Linked DNA regions of Mus musculus: all the other regions are linked to region 3. Evidence: chromatin contacts called from public HiChIP or PLAC-seq data. All regions are on one chromosome and are shown on one strand. Each heading gives the region's core, a stretch centred on a gene start, on an enhancer-like site or on the middle of the called end of the contact. The rest is flanking DNA. Distances are from core to core; before and after follow the strand shown.

Region 1 (2,700 bases), core at 101-2,600, 310 kb after region 3:
CTCTTCAGCTTGTGTCTGTACAACTCTCCCGGTAAAACGTCCTCTCTCCCCTTCTCTCTCTGCGCTGCTCTCTTTGGTAGCCTCCAGACCTCCATAGCAGCTTGGGGGCGCCTACCTTCTTGTCCAGGTGTACATTGGAAACATATGCAGTACGGATTCCTTAGTTGGGAAGAAGCGATCCAGTCTGGACTAAAGTGTGTGTATGCAGCGCCTACCGCATCCTTCTCTCTGACTTGGATACCGCAGCAGGTCTTGAAGACCAAGGGGCCTGGCTTTGCCCTTTAGGCATTTTGGGGAGTCTGCTTGGTCTAAGGGGAGGTGAGCTTCAGGCTTACACTTCTTCATAGTGTGTCACCTTGAATAGGTGAGTCCTCCACCCCTCTGAGCCTTGTTTTGCTCATCCGGAAATAGGCTGATAGGAGGACTAGATGAATTTGACACACCCTAGAACTCAGGAACCTGGAGAGTAGAAACCAGCAGGTAAGTGCTAAAGTGAGCTGCTATGAGCTTAGCCTTGCCCTGTGTGTTTCTGAACCCCTCCCTGCTTTCAGCACCCTTCAGTTCCCTCAAAGACCCTACTCTCGTTTACAGATAGGGAAACTGAGGCCAGGAGAGGTAATTTATCCAGGACCATACTGCTAACACATGGCAGGCCATCGACTCCGGGTCCTTACCATTGTGCCACACAGCCTCCTTGCTTCTGGGAGGGAAACTGCTCTCAGACTTTGGGGGCCCAGGGACTGTGCACGTTGAGTTTTCTCCTGAGTGAAGACAATGTTTACCCAGTGTTCCCTGGGTGAACTGGCACCCAGTTATGTGCTGTGGACGGGCAGATGCTTTGCTCCCAGGAGCTCAATGGTGCCAGCTCTGACACAGGAGGATGCTGGGACACAGCCGGGGGCGGGGCTTGGACCGGCTCAGTTCCTAGTCTTGTCTGAGCGCCTGCTTTCTTTGCTTCCAACCTGTAGTGCACAAGCATCTCCCTGCCTAGCAGCAGGCTGTAAATAGGTTCTGAGCAGACCACGTGAGCTCGCCCGTTCCGGGTCAGAGAAGATGCTCTGTGAGCTAGGGACTCTGGCCTCGGGCAGCCGGGCTTGTAAGGCTGCAGTGCCCACAGACTGGGGAGGGAGGAGGGAGTGGGGAACACTGTTCCCTACCATTCATGGTCTCCTCCCTGAGTGCTGTCTGGGCCCTCCCTCCTCATGCACCTCTGATTCCTGCTGCTCTTCCCCTCCTCTCCCTTCTGAGTCCCTCCCCACCCCCTGCGTAGTCACGTGGGGGCACCATCGGATTTAAGCTTAATCTGCCGGGCTGCTCAGCCCAGCAGCCTGGCATTGGTGTGTTAGTGCGTTGGTGCATGTAGCTGAGACGCTCTTCGACCTCTGTACTTTGAGGAGGGGGGCTGTGGAGTGCCCACAGACCCCCCTCTCCATGAGCCTGGGGCTGGCAGGATCTCTGCAGGCTCAGCTGGCACTGGAGATTGTGATCCAGGTGGGTCCGGAGGGCCGGGCCGTGTCCACCCTGTCCAGGGGCAGAGCAGGGCAGAAGAACCGACCTTGTAGTAGTGGTGAGAGGTGGTGAGTGGAGGGAAGTGTGGGGAAGTGTGCGAGGGTTGCAGTTTGCAGGTCAGGGGGCCACACAGGCCAGTGCTGGGACTCCTTAATCTCAGTGCACAGTAGTGGGGGAAGGGCCCCTCGTGGACTTTAGGGATTACTGGCCTCTGGCACAGCAAGATCCTCCTACCTTCTCTGCCCTTCAGGTCCTGCTGGGGCCCAGCGCTAGGAGAGACACTGAGCAGGCGCTCTCTGCAGTTTACCCTTGTTTCCTAGTTTCTCTAGGACTTGGGCCACAGGATTTGCCCAACTCTCAGGCCAGGAAGTCAGGGGTCTAGGATCCCTGAAAACTCTCTCTTCTCACAGTCTCTGGAGAACTGTGTTCTGGGACCAAACCAAGAGAAGAGCCTGAGTGTGCAGAACCGGGTCCAGGACTTCCAGGGAGCCAGCCTGCTTGTCTGCGCCAGGGAGGTCATCGCCAGCAACCTCTCCCGGCCTGAGACCCCAGGTACCACCTCCCTACCCTGTCCAGGTCCTTCTCCCTTCTCAGCAGCAGGGACACAGATGGTGCTGCTGTGTAGTGTAGTGCTGTGTGTGTGTGTGTGTGTGTCGGTAAGCGTGCACACACGTGCGCGAATACATGTATGTTGTAATGTGTGGCTCATACACACGTGTGTACAGGTACATTTCCTGTGAGCACGAGGATGACAAAGAAGTGCTCTGGTGTTCTCCACCGCTTCCCTTACCTCAGGATCTCGCACAGCTTGGAGCTAGGCTGCCAGCCAGCAAGTCCTACTGATTTTCTCGGCTCTTTGCCAAGTCGCTTTTGGGTTACAGGTGCCCGAGGGGCCATGCCCAGCTTTGTACATGGGTGCTGGGATTTGAACTTAGATACTCATGCTTGTGTGTAGCAAGTGCCCTAATGTGCTGATCCACGTGCTCAGCCCCAGACCCTACTCCTTGAATGCACATAGGGAGACAGGCACAGCTCTGTGATGAAGGAGCCTCCAGAGCCTGAGATGCAATTATTTTATTTACTCCCCATGTGGCACAGCTTTAAGAGAGGGCGGGGCTAGCCCTTTCCACTCATTGCTTCAGATTTGAACACCAGATACTGAATTTTCTACCGGAGATGGTGTGAGCTGTC
Region 2 (2,700 bases), core at 127-2,626, 510 kb before region 3:
GAAGGTTTAAGAGTTTGTTACCGCCGGACAGTGCACGCCTTTAATCCCAGCACTTGGGAGGCAGAAGCTGGCGGATTTCTTGAGTTCGAGGTCAGCCTGGTCTACAGAGTGAGTTCCAGGACAGCCAGGGCTACACAGAGAAACCCTGTCTCAAAAAACAAAACCCCCAAAAGAAAAACAAACAAACAAACAGAGTTTGTTATCTGTCTATCTATTATCTATCATCTATCAAGGAGGGAGTCTTACTATAGAGCCCTGGCTATCCTGGATGTAGACCAGGCTGACTGAACTCAGAGACTGGCCAGAGATTTACTTTAGTTTTAAGTCTGTGTGTGTGGGGGAGGGGTATATATGCTCATGAGTGCAGATGCATAAGCAGGCCAGAAGAGGGTCTAGGATCCCTGGTGCTGGAGTTACAGGCCTTTCGTGACTTGCCCCTCTCTACCCGGACCCTACACGGATGCTAGGATGTCAGTCCTCCACAAGAGCAATAACCACTCTTAATAACTGAGCCTTCTCTTCAGACCAGCTTTGCTGTTCTTGAAGTGACAGACTAGATGACAGAGACAAATTCTCTCTGAGCTCCTCCTTTCCAGCTCCCCCCATTCCTGACGCTTTGGGGAGGAGGTCACCCCTCTGGGATCCCCATCAAAGAGGCAACATGGAGATCTCTCTGAAATCCCTCTGAGGTGGAGAGTCCCAGGCATCCGCCGGATCAGGCAGCTATTGTGCTGAATCATCGTGTAACAGGACGACCCCCTTCCCCTTTCCCAGTTCTTTGGGGACCTTGAGAACTGGTAGGGTGCCATCTCCCTCATAGCAGCTACCCCACTTTTGAATGACGCCAGTCATGATAGCCCTGGAGACAGTCTCAACTGGGCTCCAGTGCTAGGGTCCACCTTCTTCAGATTCCTGCCACCTTATCAAGAACGCCCAGCGGTTCACTACCAGTGGTCTCCATGGCAACCGACAGGGTGTCAGAGACACAAACCCCTTTCAGAGAACGGGTTGAGAGCCGCGCCCCTCTCCAGTCCCTGAACACACAGCCACCTCCTGCGAGCGGACCCTCTTCCCTCCCGAAGGGTTGGGACACCCCCTTCCCAGGTTCCTTCCAGAGGGCTCCTGGGACTCAGCGTCACCCAGAGGTCATCAGAGAGAAGTTGATGGTTTTTCACTGTGGGGGAGGGAGGGGAACGATGATGAGGAGCTGGGGAGCGGAATGCACTTGACCCCCCTACCCCCCTCCGGGGATAGAGAAGGACCCGGCACGCGGCAAAGGCGGCGGGAGCCAGCCCGGGGGCGGGCGGTCCCCTAAGTCCCACCTTCAGGGCGGCGCCTGGCGGCGGGGAGTGTCAGGAAGAGGAAGAGCGCGGCCGGGAGCGCGGCGCAGAGCAGGGGCCCGGCCGAGGCAGCGCTGCGCGGGCCACCATGGCCACGGACGAGTTGGCCAGCAAGCTGAGCCGGAGGCTGCAGATGGAGGGCGAAGGCGGCGAGGCGACGGAGCAGCCGGGGCTCAACGGGGCGGCGGCGGCGGCGGCGGCCGAGGCTCCCGACGAGACTGCCCAGGCGTTGGGCAGCGCGGACGACGAGCTGAGCGCCAAGCTGCTGCGGCGCGCGGACCTCAACCAGGGCATCGGCGAGCCACAGTCGCCCAGCCGCCGCGTCTTCAACCCCTACACCGAGTTCAAGGAGTTCTCCAGGAAGCAGATCAAAGACATGGAGAAGATGTTCAAGCAGTAAGTGCCCCTGCACCCGGTTCCCCACCACCCTAGACCCGGCCTCGGGCCCTAACCTCCCGTATCCCCAATTAGATTCCCCCAGAACCCCGTCTCACCAGGGTGGGGAACTCTGCTGCTTTTCTAAAGAGCCACGAGGCTTCCAGACCCACCACCCCAGCACGCAAGTGGATCTGGGGAGCTCCCGTTCCTGACATGTGACCCCTCCTCCTGGTGATACTGCCCTCGGAATAGCCCACGCGGATTGGGGGCTCCCTGAGGTTCCTTCCAGATAATCGCAGGTCCCCAGCGAGTCACTACCACCACACAGGGTACCGACCTCCTTCCCACTGTTAATGTTACTGCACCCACCACCCTACACCCAAACATATCGAGAAAGGGAGAAAGGGCCGGTGGCTTCCCTTCCGCTCCGTCCTAACTACTGGACTCCCTACCCCCACCGCAATAAGGCAACCCTACTGCCTCTTAAGGGGACATTCCCCCCGGCACCCATGCCAGACTTGTGCCTTTTACTGGGTCCTTTAATTTCTTCTGCTTAGTTATGGACTCTCTCCTACTAGGTTGGGTCCACAACCCCCTCCCCCCAACACACACACACACACACACACACACACACACACACCCTCAGCTATACTATGTTTACTTACTGTGGGTGAAAACTCTTCAGGCCTTTCCATTCCCGCCCACCCTGTTGACCAGGTTCCATTTCCTTAACACTGTGCGGTCTTGCTAGGGAAGGGCTCCTCTGTCCCTGTCCCCCAGTCTACAAACATGTAACTCCCCTATCATCAGGACAGAGTCCCCTGGGACTTAGCCCCTCTTCATACACTGTGAGTCCACCTTCCTCCCCTCCCTCCCTTCTCCCCCATTACCCCGCCCCCCCACCTCGAACCCCTTCACTCCGTGGTTGTGCAGTGGTGACTCCCCTGCCCTTTATCAGAAGGCAGCCCTCTTCCCCAGTGAC
Region 3 (2,700 bases), core at 46-2,545:
CCTGGCCCCGCCCCCTGCTCCCACAGTGGGTAAGACTCCCAAGTGGGACAATGGCCCAACCTCTTTTTTTTTTTTTTTTTTTTTTTTGGTTTTTTGAGACAGGGTTTCTCTGTATAGCCCTGGCTGTCTTGGAACTCACTTTGTAGACCAGGCTGACCTCGAACTTAGAAATCCACCTGCCACTGCCTCCCAAGTGCTGGGATTAAAGGCGTGCACCACCACTCCCGGCATGACCCAACCTCTTTTGAGGTGTTTGCTTTTTTTTTGACACAGGCTCTCATGTAGCCCAGGTTGGCCTCAAATTCTCTATGCTGTGGATGCTGGCCTTGAGCTCTTGATCTTCCACTTTCTGAGTGCAGGCATGTCCCCATACTCCGCAACCTCTCCTAAAATATTACTCCAAATACAAATATTCCCTCCCCACAGCATCTATGAAAGATCCTATGCACACACACACACACCCATTTACAGACAGTGCTCTCCCCAAACCCCACAGATGAGGGACAGTCACTCCAGTTCTCTGGAATCACCTTGGAATGGCCAAGGTGCCAGGTGAGAGACAAAGGCCCAGGGGTTACTGGGAGCATCAGCTGTCCTCTGTCCTCTCCTGTCCCCTGAGCAGGGGTGGGGGTGGGGATGGAGTTAGGGATGAGGGTGGGGAAGAGGGAGCCTTGATAACCTGTTCATCCCTACTGACCCCTTCCTGCGTGGGGTGGGGGTAGGGTTCTGGGGCTAAAGACACAGGCACCCTGAGAGGAGAAATGGGATCCTGGCTTAAAAAGGCCTGCCGGCATCTTGAGCGGGAGCGAGGTCTTCCTGGAGCTCAGTGGCCCATAAGAGGACCAGAAAAAATAGGAAGGCTCCCTCCCCTCTCAGGCACACTGCAGGAGGCGTGTAGCTGCGGGGAAGAAAGCATGGCACCGGACCTTGCTTCATGCCACCTGCCGGGTGCCGAGTGGGGCGTGGGGTGCGGAGACCTCCGTCCCCTCTGCGCGCTGCTCGCCCCCCTCCCGAGCTCTGTCCCCGTGGGGCGCACCGTGTCCTCTGGGGCGCGGCTGATCCATGAAGGGCGGACACCCACCCTGGCTTCCCTGAGCGGAGCGCTGGTGCCCCCCCCCCCGCCCCCCGCTTCTCGCTGCGTCCCGGGCCGCCCTGTCCTCACCTCGCGACACACAGGATCCCATCACGGGGCGGCGGGGCTGGGCCACTGCGCCTGGGGTGCGGTGGGCGGCCGCGCGCTCATGTCTCCGTGGGCCGGGGCTGCGCGGCTCGCCCTCCTCTCGCTCCTAGTCCCCGCTGCCGCGTCCGGATCGCCTCGCGCCGCGCCCGCAGCTGCCAAGGCCGGGCGACACCGCGGCGGGCGGGGACCCGGGGAGCGCGGAGGGGGCGGGGCTGGGGTGCGCCCCGCCCCCTCTGTGCCAGTGTACCTGTTGTCGCTAACCAAAGTAAGGCAAACCAAAGTAACAGGACTCGGCCCTGTAAGGAAGACTTCTAGTTTCAAATCTGAGTAGCGCCTGCTTTCTGGAGCTCAAGGTCAGGGGAAAGGGCTGGGAAGGGGAATTCTGCAAAGATGAGCCTCATCCCACTGTGCACAATGAGCAAGATCGAGCTTTGTTTTGTTTTATTTTATTTTGTTTTATTTTATTTTATTGGCTTTTCGAGACAGGATTTCTCTGAATAGCCCTGGCTGTCCTGGAACTCAGTTTGTAGACCAGGCTGGCCTCGAGCTCAGAAGTATGCGTGCCTCTGCCTCCCAAGTGCTGGGATTAAAGGCGTGCACCACCACTGTCTGGCCCTGAGCTTTATTTTTAGTGTGTGTGTGAGAGAGAGAGAGAGGGATCAAAGTACACTTGGGGTGGCGGGTGGGGGGGGACGGGACTCTATTCTTTCTTTCCACTATGTGGGTCTCAGGGATCAAACTTGGTAACCAGACTTCCTGGTAAGTACCTTTAACCTGCCGAGCCATCTCGCCAGCCTCCAGGTCAGGGGTTTTTGATAGTCACCTGCTTATGGGAGGATGCTGGTCCAGGGAGGGAGTTCTGAGGGAGGACCAAGACACTGCATTAGTGGCCTCCTGGCTAGATAAGCGGTCTCATGCAAGAAGGTAGGCTACCTCCCAGGGCTCCTCTGGAGCAAGGAAGTATAGGCAAACCCTACCTAGGAACTTCTGTCATGGAATAGTGGAGGCTAATTGCTGGCACTTGTATGGCTGTTAGCGTGTGTGTGTGTGTGTGTGTGTGTGTGTGTGTGTGTGTGTGTGTGTGTTCCTCTTCTCACACATATGCACTGTGTGCATTCACATGCACTCATTTAGGATCCTGGAGAGAGTGGTCAGATGTGCTGTGACAAACCTTGCCAGGCCTGAAGCACCCTGTATCTGAGGTAAATGTCACCTCACCCCATCCTTGGACATTCCTGTTTCCAGACAGAGGAGTCAATGGGTCTGTTTACCAGCCCTGTATCACTAGAGACAGCCCTGGGGGATGAATATGGCTTAGAGCAAGGGTTTGAAGACCCTGTGCAGAGCAGAAGCCAGGCCTGCTGGGGCTGCCCAGGGCTGGGGACTCGAGCTATTGAGTAAAGTCAGAGTGGAGGTGGCCCCATGCTGTCTCTGGTGCTTTAAGACCTAGGTGTAAATGGAGACCTGGCTCATATAGACAGTGTTACTTAAACCCACAACTGAATCTGAAAGGAAAACAC
Region 4 (2,700 bases), core at 3-2,502, 420 kb before region 3:
TTACTGGCAGCTTGTACAAACCAAGGTCTGTGCAGACAGTGATACAATGCTGAACAAGAAAAGTGTGAGACTCTACCTGCAGGAGCTTACCTGAAAGAGCTCTACCTGAAAGAGCCCAAAGAACAACGATATACACTAAATGTATAGAAGAGAGAGCCAGGCATGGTAGTGCAGACTTTTAATCCCGGCACTCTTTGAGGAGGCAGAGGCAGGCAGATCTCCTGAGTTTGAGACCACCCTGATTCACCTAGTAAGTTCCAGGCCAGCGAGGATTACACGGTGAGACCCTGTCTCAAAAGCAAACAACAAAAACAGCATGCTAGGTAAGTGTTTTAGAAACCGATTACATAAGAACTCACTCAACACGAGGCATGGAATAGAAAATACATCAAGAGCCCTTGGTCACGGGCGCAAAAAAAAAAAAAAAAAATGTCAGCCTTATTCACCACGCCCTCTTCCCTCGGTTCTTTTGTTTGTTTGTTTGTTTGTTTGTTTGCTTGTTTGTTTGTTTTTTCAAGACAGGGTTTCTCTGTACAGTCCTGGCTGTCCTGGAACTCACTTTGTAGACCAGGCTGGCCTCGAACTCAAATATCCACCTGCCTCTGCCTCCCAAGTGCTGGGATTAAAGGCGTGCGCAACCACGCCCGTCTTTCCCTCAGTTCTTGTCCAAATTCCAGTCTAGAACATCCTTGGGTTGATGTACTGAATTTGGAGCCTTGGATTCTAAGCTTCGGGCAAGTCTTTGGCCCTCTCCGAACTTCAGTATATGAAGAGGTTGAACTAGGAAGAATCCCTAAGGTCGCCTCAAACGCTGACGCTCTAGGATTCTATGAATAGGGTCAAAGTGAACTGGGACCAGCGACTGCGTCCCCGTCCTAGCAACAGTTGCTAGATGTGGGCCATCTTCTGGCAACCAGTGGAAACCCCTCCCCGGTTCCGGGAGGTCTTCCTGGTATCCCGTGATGCATAGCGACTCCGCCTCGCTAGAAGGCACGTTCTGGCCTCGCTAGTCAAGAGCAAGCTTTCAGACCCAGCCAGAGAGCGCTCTCCGTTCCTATAGCAACTGCGCCAGATCCAGGTGCCTACGGTGACCGTCAAGGCCAAAATAGGTTCATCGCGTGTGCGGCCTAAACCGGTCTGTGCGCGCGTCGCAGGCGTGGGGTCTTTAAGTGACACGTGACTGCCCCGGGCCTGGGCCCCGCCTCCTTCCCCTCCCCAGGTTCTCTGGTGTGGACTGGAAGCGCCGGCCCCGGCGGATTCACTGGAGCACGGACGCTGCGGCCGGTTGGGCCGGTGCCCTTTCCCGGTAACTCCTTCCCGGCTTGACGCGCGAGCGTGGCGGGGCCTTGCAAGCTGGGGGATCTCCCGTCAGATCCTCCGCGTCCTCAGCCCGCGCTGGGCCCCGGGGGGCCCCGGGAGCCGACAGGAACCGGGGCGGCGGGGGAGGGGGCCGCCTCCCGGAAGGTCGTAACCCGGGCGGGCGCCCGAGTCGGGACTTGGTCCTGCGGAGCGTCTGGGGAGCCTCCGCCGCCTGCGCTTGGGGACGCCGAGGGCTACCTGTTGGCCAGCGCGTCCCCAATCCTGTGGCCGGCCCCCTGGAGCTGGAGAACGTCAGCCAAAAATTGTCCCCACCTCACCCACTCCCGCAGCAGACACTTCACCCACCCTGCCTGTGGATTCTGCTTAGTAAACCCCTTACCCACTTTACTGTACCCCATCCCCATAAAGATCCTGCTAGGTGCTGGTGTTCAGTCACACCCTATCAGCAAGAACACAGGTTTAGGTCCTAGAATGGTGGTGGACAGCCCCCCACCCCCGCAATCTGATCCCCAATCTGGGTGAGTTTAGCCAGTACCTCAGAACAGGCTGTCTTAAAAGAGAAACAGGAACTGGCTTGCTTGTGGATTTTACTTAGCATGTGTGCAGTTCTAAACAGTGGTCAACTGTTTATAAAGACTCCCAAGCAGGGTTTATGGCTTGCACTTGTCAAAATCCACCCCCCCTGAGTAAGGTGTCAGCCACTGAACCTTACTAAACACTGTGAGGTCAAGATAAATGGACCCATGAAACCAGCATATGGTATAAAAGATCACAGCCCCCTGTGTGAGTGTGTGTATCTCCAGGTCCACGCTATCTCCTTATCAACCAGCCAGGATTATTCCAAAACCCACACTGAGTTCTACCCCTCAGCTGAGTTGTAGTTTAAAACATTTTAAAGCCGTGCCTATTCTTCTAGTCTTTCCTGTTCTCTTTAGATAAGAAACTGGATTCTTAATAATAGCAGACTTCTGAATATTAATGCACAGTTATTTTAAGGTGTTTTACTTTCATGTCTATTTAGTGTCCAGAAATGCCACAATGATCCTAGAATGTAATTTAGTACATGAGAAATCATGATGAGTTTGTGAGCTAATTTGACCCGTTCTCAGCTACTCTGAAGCCAATTATTTTAAGTTTATTGTTATGATAGATGAAATGGTGCATTTGAGATATCCTCTCCTGGATATCCTAGATATATTCTCAGAGTCACCACTTGTTTCAGAGCATTCATTTCCAGTAATTTTAAAAGGACTTTTCTAATCTATTAATCTATTATGACTTGTCTTTTTTTTTTTAATTCATAATAGTTCTTGTGTGTGATATTCAAAAATAGTGGTCTTTTTTGTTTTAAAGATAGGGTCAACTAGATTGACACATTCC
Region 5 (2,700 bases), core at 34-2,533, 360 kb before region 3:
ACAGATTAGCTCGTCGTAAATGCGGGTTTGTTGGGTTGGGAAGCTTCTGTCAGGAGGACGAATTCACTGGTCCCAAGGAAGGAGAGGAAGGAAGCCATATTAGTCGCCATGGGAAGGGAAAGGAGAAGAGGGAAAAGAAAGAAAGAAAGAAAGAAAGAAAGAAAGAAAGAAAGAAAGAAAGAAAGAGAGAAAGAGAGAAAGAAAGAAAGAGAATGGGGGTGGGGGGGAGAGAGAGACCAATGATATCATATATGATATGATATCTGTATTAAATGCAGAAGAGTCTCTGGGGGAAGGGCAGCTGAGTCCCTGCCAGGTAGGGACAGAGGGATGTCAGGAGAACCTTGAGCCTTTGATTTGTACAATGCATACCTCAGCCCCTAATCCAGGACTGGAAACCAAACACTCCTGAGTGCTGGGATTACAAATGTGGACCACCCTAGTGGGCCCGGGAGATGTTTTCGGATTTTTACCATTCTTGGTATCTACATCTTCTTATGAATTGAGTGGCCACTAAAATAACGACTGTTTCCCAAGTACTGTCTTTTTGTCCTGCTGAGGTTGAGCTTGGTCCTGGTAGGCAAGATGTCAACAAGGTATTTTATCTATACCATTAAAGTAAATTGTTCAGACTGGAACACTTATGATCCAGGCAGGCTTGGAATTTGCCAGCCTTCTGTTCACCCTCCTGAGTAGCTGGGATTACAGGTTTGCGCTACCAGTCCCAGTATACGGAGTAAATTCTAAACCGTACCCAGTAAACGTCCAGTGCTGGATGCAGTCTGAGAGTGAGTTAACTAAGAACTGTGCTGTGTGTGTGTGGCTGCCAGCGCAGCCATGCCAGCCCGCAGGCTGGGATGGGCCTCGAGCACAGCAAAGGATCTGGATTTTCGTCCTACATTCATTACCAAGTCGAAACCGAGTTAATATTACTGAAATGACAACTTCCATTACGAAAACTCTGTTTTAGAAAGATGTGCTTAATTTGTCTTTCAACCATTTTTATGCACACGCCATTCGCACAGTAGGTCCCCGTTGGATGACTAACTGGGACTGGGATCCTGGAATACTCCGGAGCTCAAGCATTAAATCGTGGGGTTCCCCCACCCCGCATCCCCATTCCTCCCTCCAGTCTCCCCAGCCCCGCCCTGCCCCACAGCCTAGCGTCGCGAAGGCTGCCGGCAGCCTGGCGCGCTTTACGGCCGTGGCGTTGCGACGGGGCGGGGCGCCGGGCGGGCGGCCCGCGAGCTTGACGGCAGCGGTGGGAGGCAGGCCGGCAGGCAGGCAGACGGCGTCGCAGGCGGGTGGCGGCGGCCGCGCTGGCTGCCGAGGGCGGGAGCGAGTGAGTCATTGCGCGCGTGTGAGGGAGGAAAGGAGCGAGCGAGCGAGCGAGCGAGCAGCCCGCGCCCGTCGCCCTCCCGCCGCTGCCGCCAGGTCTCCCCAGCCGCCGACTGCCTTCCGCCCAGCGCCCAGGCCGGGCCGAGTCGAGCCGGGTCGGGCCCGGGCCATGCTGCTCACCGTGTACTGTGTGCGGAGGGACCTCTCCGAGGTGACCTTTTCCCTCCAGGTCGACGCCGACTTCGAGCTGCACAACTTCCGCGCGCTGTGCGAGCTCGAGTCCGGCATCCCCGCCGCCGAGAGCCAGGTACGCCGGGGTGCGGCAGCGAGCGGGGGCCTCCGGCCGCTGTGGCCGGGGGCGGGGGGAGCTGGGGGCCGGCGGGGGCCGAGTCCTGCAGCCGCCCGTGGATGCACCCACTGCAGCTAGAGGGGCACGTGCGCGGGCGGGCAGCCCTCCCCACCTTCTGGCCTTCGGGAGCCTGGGTCCTCATCCGGGATCTCCTGACTTTCCGACCAGAAATACCAGTTTGGATCACTGGGAGAACGACGCCTGCCTGGGGTTCGCTTATTTGGACCGCTCCAATATGCGCAGTTTACTACCTGGGAGAATGCAGATTTGCGGTTGAAAGTGAGGGGAAAAAGTTTGAGACTCACTCTGCCATTGACGTCTCTGGAAATGCATACATTTTTGGTTAATTTATTATATATGTATACACACACACACATATATATATGTCATATATTAATTAAAGTAATGGTTAGGTTAACTCAGTCTGTCTGCTTCTCTCAGGCCAAAGCCCTCCTCCTTTCTGGGCCCAGTTTAGTTGGGTCAGTTCAAAGCTCAGTGCTTTCGAAGGATATTAGCTTGAAAATGGCCTACTGTCTGAAGACCCCCGAGGGATTCGGCGGCCAGGAGTTCAGCCTTCTCATGTTTTAACAAGAAAATATATTCTCAAAATGCTTTGGTGTCCTTAGTAGACTTCATCAAACAATAGGTGGACTATTTTGTAACCTTTGCACTAAATCCCTTAAGATTCTAACCAAAGTGGCCCCCGCTGGGTGTAGTCTAAACACCAGAAAATTATAGACAGCTCCCAAGGCCCCAGAATGTAAATCTTGATTTCCTTCTGCAATTATGAAATAGTTCCAAAAACTGTTGCCCAACGACTGCCTGTTCTGTCCTGACTTACGGTAAACTCTGCGTGTCAATATTGTGTTCAGAAGTACCATTCCTTCACACAATGTGAACTTTAGAACCTTGGCATGCAGCTCTTTCTGGAAGGATCTATTTTAGGGAAGGAGGTGTCACTCACATACGCGGTCTGGCAAAAGTTGGGAATAAACAGTTCCCCCAATTTCCAC
Region 6 (2,700 bases), core at 193-2,692, 300 kb before region 3:
ACAGTGGAGGGAGGTGTGTCCTTTGTTTGTTTGTTTGTTTTTTCGAGACAGGGTTTCTCTGTGTAGCCCTGGCTGTCCTGGAACTCATTCTGTAGACCAGGCTGGCCTCAAACTCGGAAATCCGCCTGCCTCTGCCTCCGGAATGCTGGGATTAAAGTGTGCGCCGCCACTGCCCGGCTTAGTCACCTTCCTATTGCTATGATGAAACACCATGACCAAAGCTACTTGGGGGTGGAGGAGGGGTTTATTTGGCTTACATGTCCCGAATTACAGTCTACTGAGGGATGCTAAGTCAGGAAGTCAAACCAGGCAAGAACCTGGAGGCAGGAGCTGATGGCTTGTCTTCCCCTACGTTGCTCAGCCTGCTTCCTTATAGAACCCAGGACCACCAGTCCAGGGATGGCACCACAATGGGCTGTGTTCCCTCCCACCCCCCATCAATCACTAATTAAGAAAATGTCATACAGCCTTATCTTATGGAGGCGTTTTCTCAACTGAGTTTTTCTCCTCTCAGATGAACCTAGCTTGTGTCCCTGGTCGAGCTGACACAAAACTAGCCAAGACAGAGGGTGTGAGGGCCGATAGGGAAGAGGGCTTGTTTTGGAAGTAGAAGATACCTTGAGAACGGTGAATTGGAGTGTTGGAGAGGATGGAGGGCTGAGCTCTGGCATCAGGGCAACGTTGGGTGCTGGAGTGGCTCTAGGCGGTCCAAACCTCGGAACCCTGGGGTGTGCGTGGAGCAGTTGGAAAGGAATAGGTAGGTGTCTCTGCCAGGCCAAGCCTTGTCTCCAGAGTCTCTCGAGTATTCGGGTATATCTGGGGCCCCTTGTGGGCAAGGGTGAGGAATGTCAGGTTTGGAATGAGGGAGGGGCCCCGTCTGTCCTGGTCCTGAGTGGGGTCTTCAAGGAGTTGGCCGGGTCCTGGAAGGAGAGCCTTTGAATGTTACAGGGAAGGGAAGTGTGGGCAAGGAGAGAGGGAGCAATATCTAAGGAGCTGGGGCAGTTTTTAGGCCCGTGCAGGGCCTTGCTGCAAGGGGTTAGGGGAACGACAACACGGACAATACGGTATCTCAGAGGAGCTGGGAGGGGGCCCGGGGTCTGTGAGGTTCCCGGGGTCTTTGAGCAGGGTGGCTCTGGAGATCGGTGAGCTCCCAGGGTCTCATGAGGAGTTTGTGCAGGATTGGGAAGTGGGAGGCGAAGTCTTTGAGTCCCAGCGTGTTTGAGGTCCCGAGGCTCTGCGGTGCCGGATCTATGCGATTCTGGCTCTGTGAGGTCCTGGGTCTATGCGATCCGGGCTGTGTGAGTCCCCTAGGTCTGCAGGTCCCCGGGGCTCCGGATCTCTGAGCTCCCAGGTCTCCATCGCCCCGGGTCTCGGAGGAGGCGGGCCCGCCTGGTCGCCGCCGTCCCTCCCGGCCGGTGCTGGCGCCGCCCCGCCTGACATCAGTTCCTGCGGCCGCGCAGGGCCCGCGTCTCCTTCCCGGCTCGGCGCTCGGGAGGCGGCGGCGGCGGAGCGAGGCCCGGGCGAGGCGAGGCGAGGCGAGACGAGGGCGGCGGGCGCCGGGGCCCGCGGCCGGCACGACGGAGCCCCCGCACGGCCGGCGGCAGCGGTTGGCGGCGGCCCCGGGCTCCCGGCGTGGGAAGCGGCGGCGGGGCGGCGGCGGCAGCGCCATGGAGCCGCGGGAGGTGAAGGACCGAATCCTGGAGAACATCTCGCTGTCGGTGAAGAAGGTGAGCGGCCTCCTTCGGCCCCGACCCCCTCCCCGGTCCCCGTCGCTAGTCCCCCCCGGGTCGCCTCCATGACCGGGACCCCGGGCCACTGTCGTCCTGGCGACCCTGGGCCCTGCTGGAGAAGCAGGCGACTCCCGGGAGCGCCGCGGCCTCCGAGCTATTTTTAAAGAACAAAGTTGAGGTCAGCGTCCTCGGAGCTCCCCGGTGCCCGAATCGGCCTTGTCTTCCCGCGACTGGCCCGTGACACCTCGGGAAGGCTGCGGGTAGGACGGGGCAGGGAGAGCATCCTCGAGGAATCCACTGCATCTTCCCTCCCTCCCTCGGGGCAAAGGCCGAGAACCAGCACCTGCTGGTCACCCCAGCTGTGCCCTGCGACATTGCTTGGGGACCCACGGAATCCCCAAGTCGTCCTAACTCCAGGATGGCAGTTTAGAAAAAAGCGAGTTACAGAGCTCTGAGTGAGGACCTGAGGTGTCTAGGGTTGTAGTTTTGGAAGGTAAGCCGTGGGACGGTGACACTATGACACTTTGGGTTGGGGCTTGTTAGTATTGGTCATTGCCCCAATTCCTGGTAGGAATGACTACCTGTCAAGGGCACGCACAGGGGTGAGGAGACAGGCCAGCCTCAGAAGGCTGGGTGTGGTGATGCATCTCTGTCATCCAGCACACAGGAGGCTAAAGCAGAGTCCTGAGGTCCAAGCTAGCCTGGACTACATAGTGAAACCGAAAAATAGAGGAGTGGGGAAGATTGACTAGCCTGCCTTCATGCTTTTTCTGTGTGTGTGTGTGTGTGTGTGTGTGTAACTATACTTTAGGAGCTGTGTGTGTGTCCGTATGTAAATGGGAGAGTGGAGGTCAGAGGTCAACTTTTGAGAATTGATTCTCTCCTATCCTGTTAATTCCAGTACTCAAACTCAATGTGTAAGTTTTGGCAGCAATGCCTTCACCCACTGAAGCATTTCTCTGGCCCTCTT
Region 7 (2,700 bases), core at 108-2,607, 380 kb before region 3:
CATCAAACTCTCAATCCTCCTGCCTCAGCCTCCGGTGGTCTGGAGTTACCAGCATGTATGACCACAGCAGGCTAACAGTGTTTCTGATCATGACCCAGTGCAACCCTGTCTTGAAAAAAATATATTTTTAGAGTACCAGCCGGTGACACAGACTCTACATTGTTCTTTGCCTGTTTGTGTTTTTACTGCTGGAGATCAAACCCAGGGCTCCTGGAAAGCTGAGTAGGAGTTCTGTCCTTCCATCCGCAGATTCACGGGCCTGCCCACCACCACTTTATTAGAAGACATTAGATAACTCCTTAATCTCTGTTTCTGTTTCCTGGTCTTTAGAATAATGATGTTCTTTATTTCACGGTGTGGTTGTAAAAATTAAACGAGGTCATCTTTGCAAAATGTCCTGAGTTCCTTGACATTTAATAAAATGACAGCTTTTAAAATTCAGCCCCATGCAGTCAGATGTAATGGGCCAAAGCAGTAACTGCTGATGCTTGCTAATTAAGATAATAGATTTTATGTCTCTTTGACTTTGAGAGCTAGACGTTTGGGGAACAACCAACTTCTGTCCTCAAACCAGTGTTCCCTGGGACGTGACTAGGGTAGTATGCGTGCACACCTAGCATCCCAGGGAGGCTGCGGGTCCTAGAAACTCTCCTGGCTTGCTAATGCAGCCCAGGTTGGTGTTTCTGAGCTGCCTCGGTTTCCTGGGGTTACCAGAGTGCACAGAAGCCATTCTGGACCACTAAGGACCCTGAGATATCATGACTGGCCCTCCAATCCCGGGCTCAGCCCTGGGAGTTGCTTGTTGAGGGAGGAGAGAAATCAGTTTCTCCAACGCCCTCCCTGATTCCAAAAAAGACCTGGGTAAAAAGGTGCTCGCCCGCCCCGTGTGCCTTCTGCCACGTGTCCCCAGCCCAGGTGCCTTTCTGCCTTACCTTGCCCCGGGCCGGTTGGAAGTCCCAGTATCCAGAGGCACACCGATGAAAGCAGCGTCCAGCCCCTCGGGGGAGGACTGCAGGGGCAGGCGCATCATGGAACAGACACCCACCCCCACCGGCTGTACCGGTGACTCAGAGCTGGGGGACTGGTGGTGTGGGGTATCTGAGGCACCTGAAGCCTGGCGGATCCCAGGGCACCCAGGACGAAAGAGCCCCGCTGAGGGACGCCAAGTGGCCACCCCAGACCCCAAGCCGCGGGCCCAGCTGGACCTCAGCAGCCTCAGCATGCCGCCTATTGAGGAGCCCAACCAGGACAGTGTGCCAGCCCTCAGTTGCAGCGTTCAAAGGGCAGGGACACACTGGGATCAAAGAGGCTGAGAGGGCCCCAAAGCCCCAAGGGTTTCTCCACCTGCCCAGATCTGGACTTCAGCCCCTGGATGGTCAATGAGCCAAGTCGAGGCTCCCCATTCATGCCCACCTGCCCCACCCCAGGTTTGTCATTGCAAGGACCCCCGCCCCCCAACACCTGGCCTTTGGCTGTCCTATTCAGAGTGATTTTAGTTTGCTTTGTATGTTGTTGTTGTTGTGTTGTTTTGGTTTCATTCCTTAGCCCAGGCTGATCCAGAACTTATGCAGCCCAGGTTGGCTTTCAACTGTCTCTACCTCTCATATCCTGGGATTACACAATTATATATATATATATATATATATATATATATATATATATATATATATATATTGTATAATTTTGTGTATATATACAAAATAATATTTTGTATTTATATAAATACTATATATATACATTACACATATACATATATACATATACATCATATACATACACACACACACACATATACATATACATATACATATGGTTAAGAAATGTCTTGAGGTCTACAGAGACGTTTCAGAAGGAAAGAGCCGGTGCTGTCTTGCAGAGCAGCCTGGTTTGGTTCTTGCCTCCCGCATCATCCAGAGGCTGACAGTTACCTGTAACTCCAGATTCCATTGGCTCCCTTCTGGAGCTCTAAGGCAGCCGCATGCACATGCACACACAAGAACAAATGCACACACACAAGAACATGCACACACATAAGAACATGCACACACACAAGAACAAATACATAAATACAAGATGAGAAGAAAAGACAAAAGAAATGTTTGGGGTTGGGAATTCTCAGGAAACAGTAGTCTTTTCTCTCTTTCTTTCTTTCTTTCTTTCTTTCTTTCTTTCTTTCTTTCTTTCTTTTTTTCTGTTTTTCGAGACAGGGTTTCTCTGTGTAGCCCTGGCTTTCTTGGAACTCACTCTGTAGACCAGGCTGGCCTCAAACTCAGAAATCCACCTGCCTCTGCCTCCCTAGTGCTGGGATTAAAGGCATGTGTGAGCCACCACTGCCTGTTGTGACATCCTAGTTTGTTTTTTTTTTTTTTTAAACTTTGTAATGCATTACAAAGACTTTAATATGGAGCTATAGAGAAAGGCAAAGCACCAGCAAGCCTGCTAAGGAGTCATTCTCTCCTTAATTCTAAGGAAAGAAAGAAATCGCGCAGGGGGTGTGAGGGTAAGATGGCTCAGCTGGTGAAGGCATCAGCTAGCAAGCTGAACAAACTGAGATTAATCGAGAGCTGACTCCTAACAGTTGTCCTCTGACTGCCACAGTAGTGTCCTGCACACATGCGCACACACACACAAAATAAATGTGGAAGAAAAAAAAAACACAAACAGGTGTTACGTATGTGACACTTGGTATTTTGTTTAAGT

What was found. HiChIP or PLAC-seq counts read pairs in DNA pulled down with a chosen protein or histone mark.
Region 1: a contact with region 3 is called in an H3K4me3 HiChIP or PLAC-seq map of embryonic stem cells, with 11 read pairs. The contact joins the promoter of Crocc here to the promoter of Fam131c in region 3. A contact is called at or near these places in 1 of 115 datasets of contacts at active chromatin or transcription factors (embryonic stem cells) and 1 of 9 other capture datasets (adipose tissue).
Region 2: a contact with region 3 is called in an H3K4me3 HiChIP or PLAC-seq map of embryonic stem cells, with 2.8 times the contacts expected there. The contact joins the promoter of Efhd2 here to the promoter of Fam131c in region 3. A contact is called at or near these places in 2 of 39 promoter capture datasets (embryonic stem cells and pre-B cells), 1 of 484 Hi-C or Micro-C datasets (embryonic stem cells), 5 of 115 datasets of contacts at active chromatin or transcription factors (bone marrow-derived dendritic cells, embryonic stem cells, forebrain and 2 more) and 1 of 9 other capture datasets (embryonic stem cells).
Region 4: a contact with region 3 is called in an HNF4G HiChIP or PLAC-seq map of pancreatic cancer cells. The contact joins the promoter of Dnajc16 here to the promoter of Fam131c in region 3. A contact is called at or near these places in 3 of 115 datasets of contacts at active chromatin or transcription factors (astrocytes, epiblast stem cells and pancreatic cancer cells).
Region 5: an HNF4G HiChIP or PLAC-seq map of pancreatic cancer cells shows a contact between it and region 3. The contact joins the promoter of Ddi2 here to the promoter of Fam131c in region 3. A contact is called at or near these places in 1 of 39 promoter capture datasets (second pharyngeal arch cranial neural crest) and 1 of 115 datasets of contacts at active chromatin or transcription factors (pancreatic cancer cells).
Region 6: a contact with region 3 is called in an H3K4me3 HiChIP or PLAC-seq map of embryonic hindbrain, with 3 times the contacts expected there. The contact joins the promoter of Plekhm2 here to the promoter of Fam131c in region 3. A contact is called at or near these places in 1 of 39 promoter capture datasets (liver), 1 of 115 datasets of contacts at active chromatin or transcription factors (embryonic hindbrain) and 1 of 9 other capture datasets (adipose tissue).
Region 7: a contact with region 3 is called in an H3K4me3 HiChIP or PLAC-seq map of embryonic stem cells, with 9 read pairs. The contact joins the promoter of Agmat here to the promoter of Fam131c in region 3. A contact is called at or near these places in 3 of 39 promoter capture datasets (liver, neural stem cells and stem cell-derived epiblast-like cells) and 2 of 115 datasets of contacts at active chromatin or transcription factors (astrocytes and embryonic stem cells).

What each region holds. Positions count from the first base shown.
Region 1 is chr4:141,052,311-141,055,010 of GRCm38.p6, reverse strand. Crocc (ciliary rootlet coiled-coil, rootletin) reads left to right here and starts at 1,350. Exons shown (of 37, transcript NM_172122.2): 1 at 1,350-1,491; 2 at 1,920-2,061. The coding sequence starts at 1,432.
Region 2 is chr4:141,873,596-141,876,295 of GRCm38.p6, reverse strand. Efhd2 (EF hand domain containing 2) reads left to right here and starts at 1,376. Exons shown (of 4, transcript NM_025994.3): 1 at 1,376-1,736. The coding sequence starts at 1,429.
Region 3 is chr4:141,366,787-141,369,486 of GRCm38.p6, reverse strand. Fam131c (family with sequence similarity 131, member C) reads right to left here and starts at 1,295. Exons shown (of 7, transcript NM_001085513.2): 1 at 1,163-1,295. The coding sequence starts at 1,184.
Region 4 is chr4:141,789,196-141,791,895 of GRCm38.p6, reverse strand. It overlaps Dnajc16 (DnaJ heat shock protein family (Hsp40) member C16), which reads left to right and starts at 1,252. Exons shown (of 15, transcript NM_172338.2): 1 at 1,252-1,306.
Region 5 is chr4:141,722,002-141,724,701 of GRCm38.p6, reverse strand. Ddi2 (DNA-damage inducible protein 2) reads left to right here and starts at 1,283. Exons shown (of 10, transcript NM_001017966.2): 1 at 1,283-1,645. The coding sequence starts at 1,508.
Region 6 is chr4:141,662,888-141,665,587 of GRCm38.p6, reverse strand. Plekhm2 (pleckstrin homology domain containing, family M (with RUN domain) member 2) reads left to right here and starts at 1,442. Exons shown (of 20, transcript NM_001033150.2): 1 at 1,442-1,727. The coding sequence starts at 1,668.
Region 7 is chr4:141,745,332-141,748,031 of GRCm38.p6, reverse strand. Agmat (agmatine ureohydrolase (agmatinase)) reads right to left here and starts at 1,357. Exons shown (of 7, transcript NM_001081408.1): 1 at 933-1,357. The coding sequence starts at 1,222.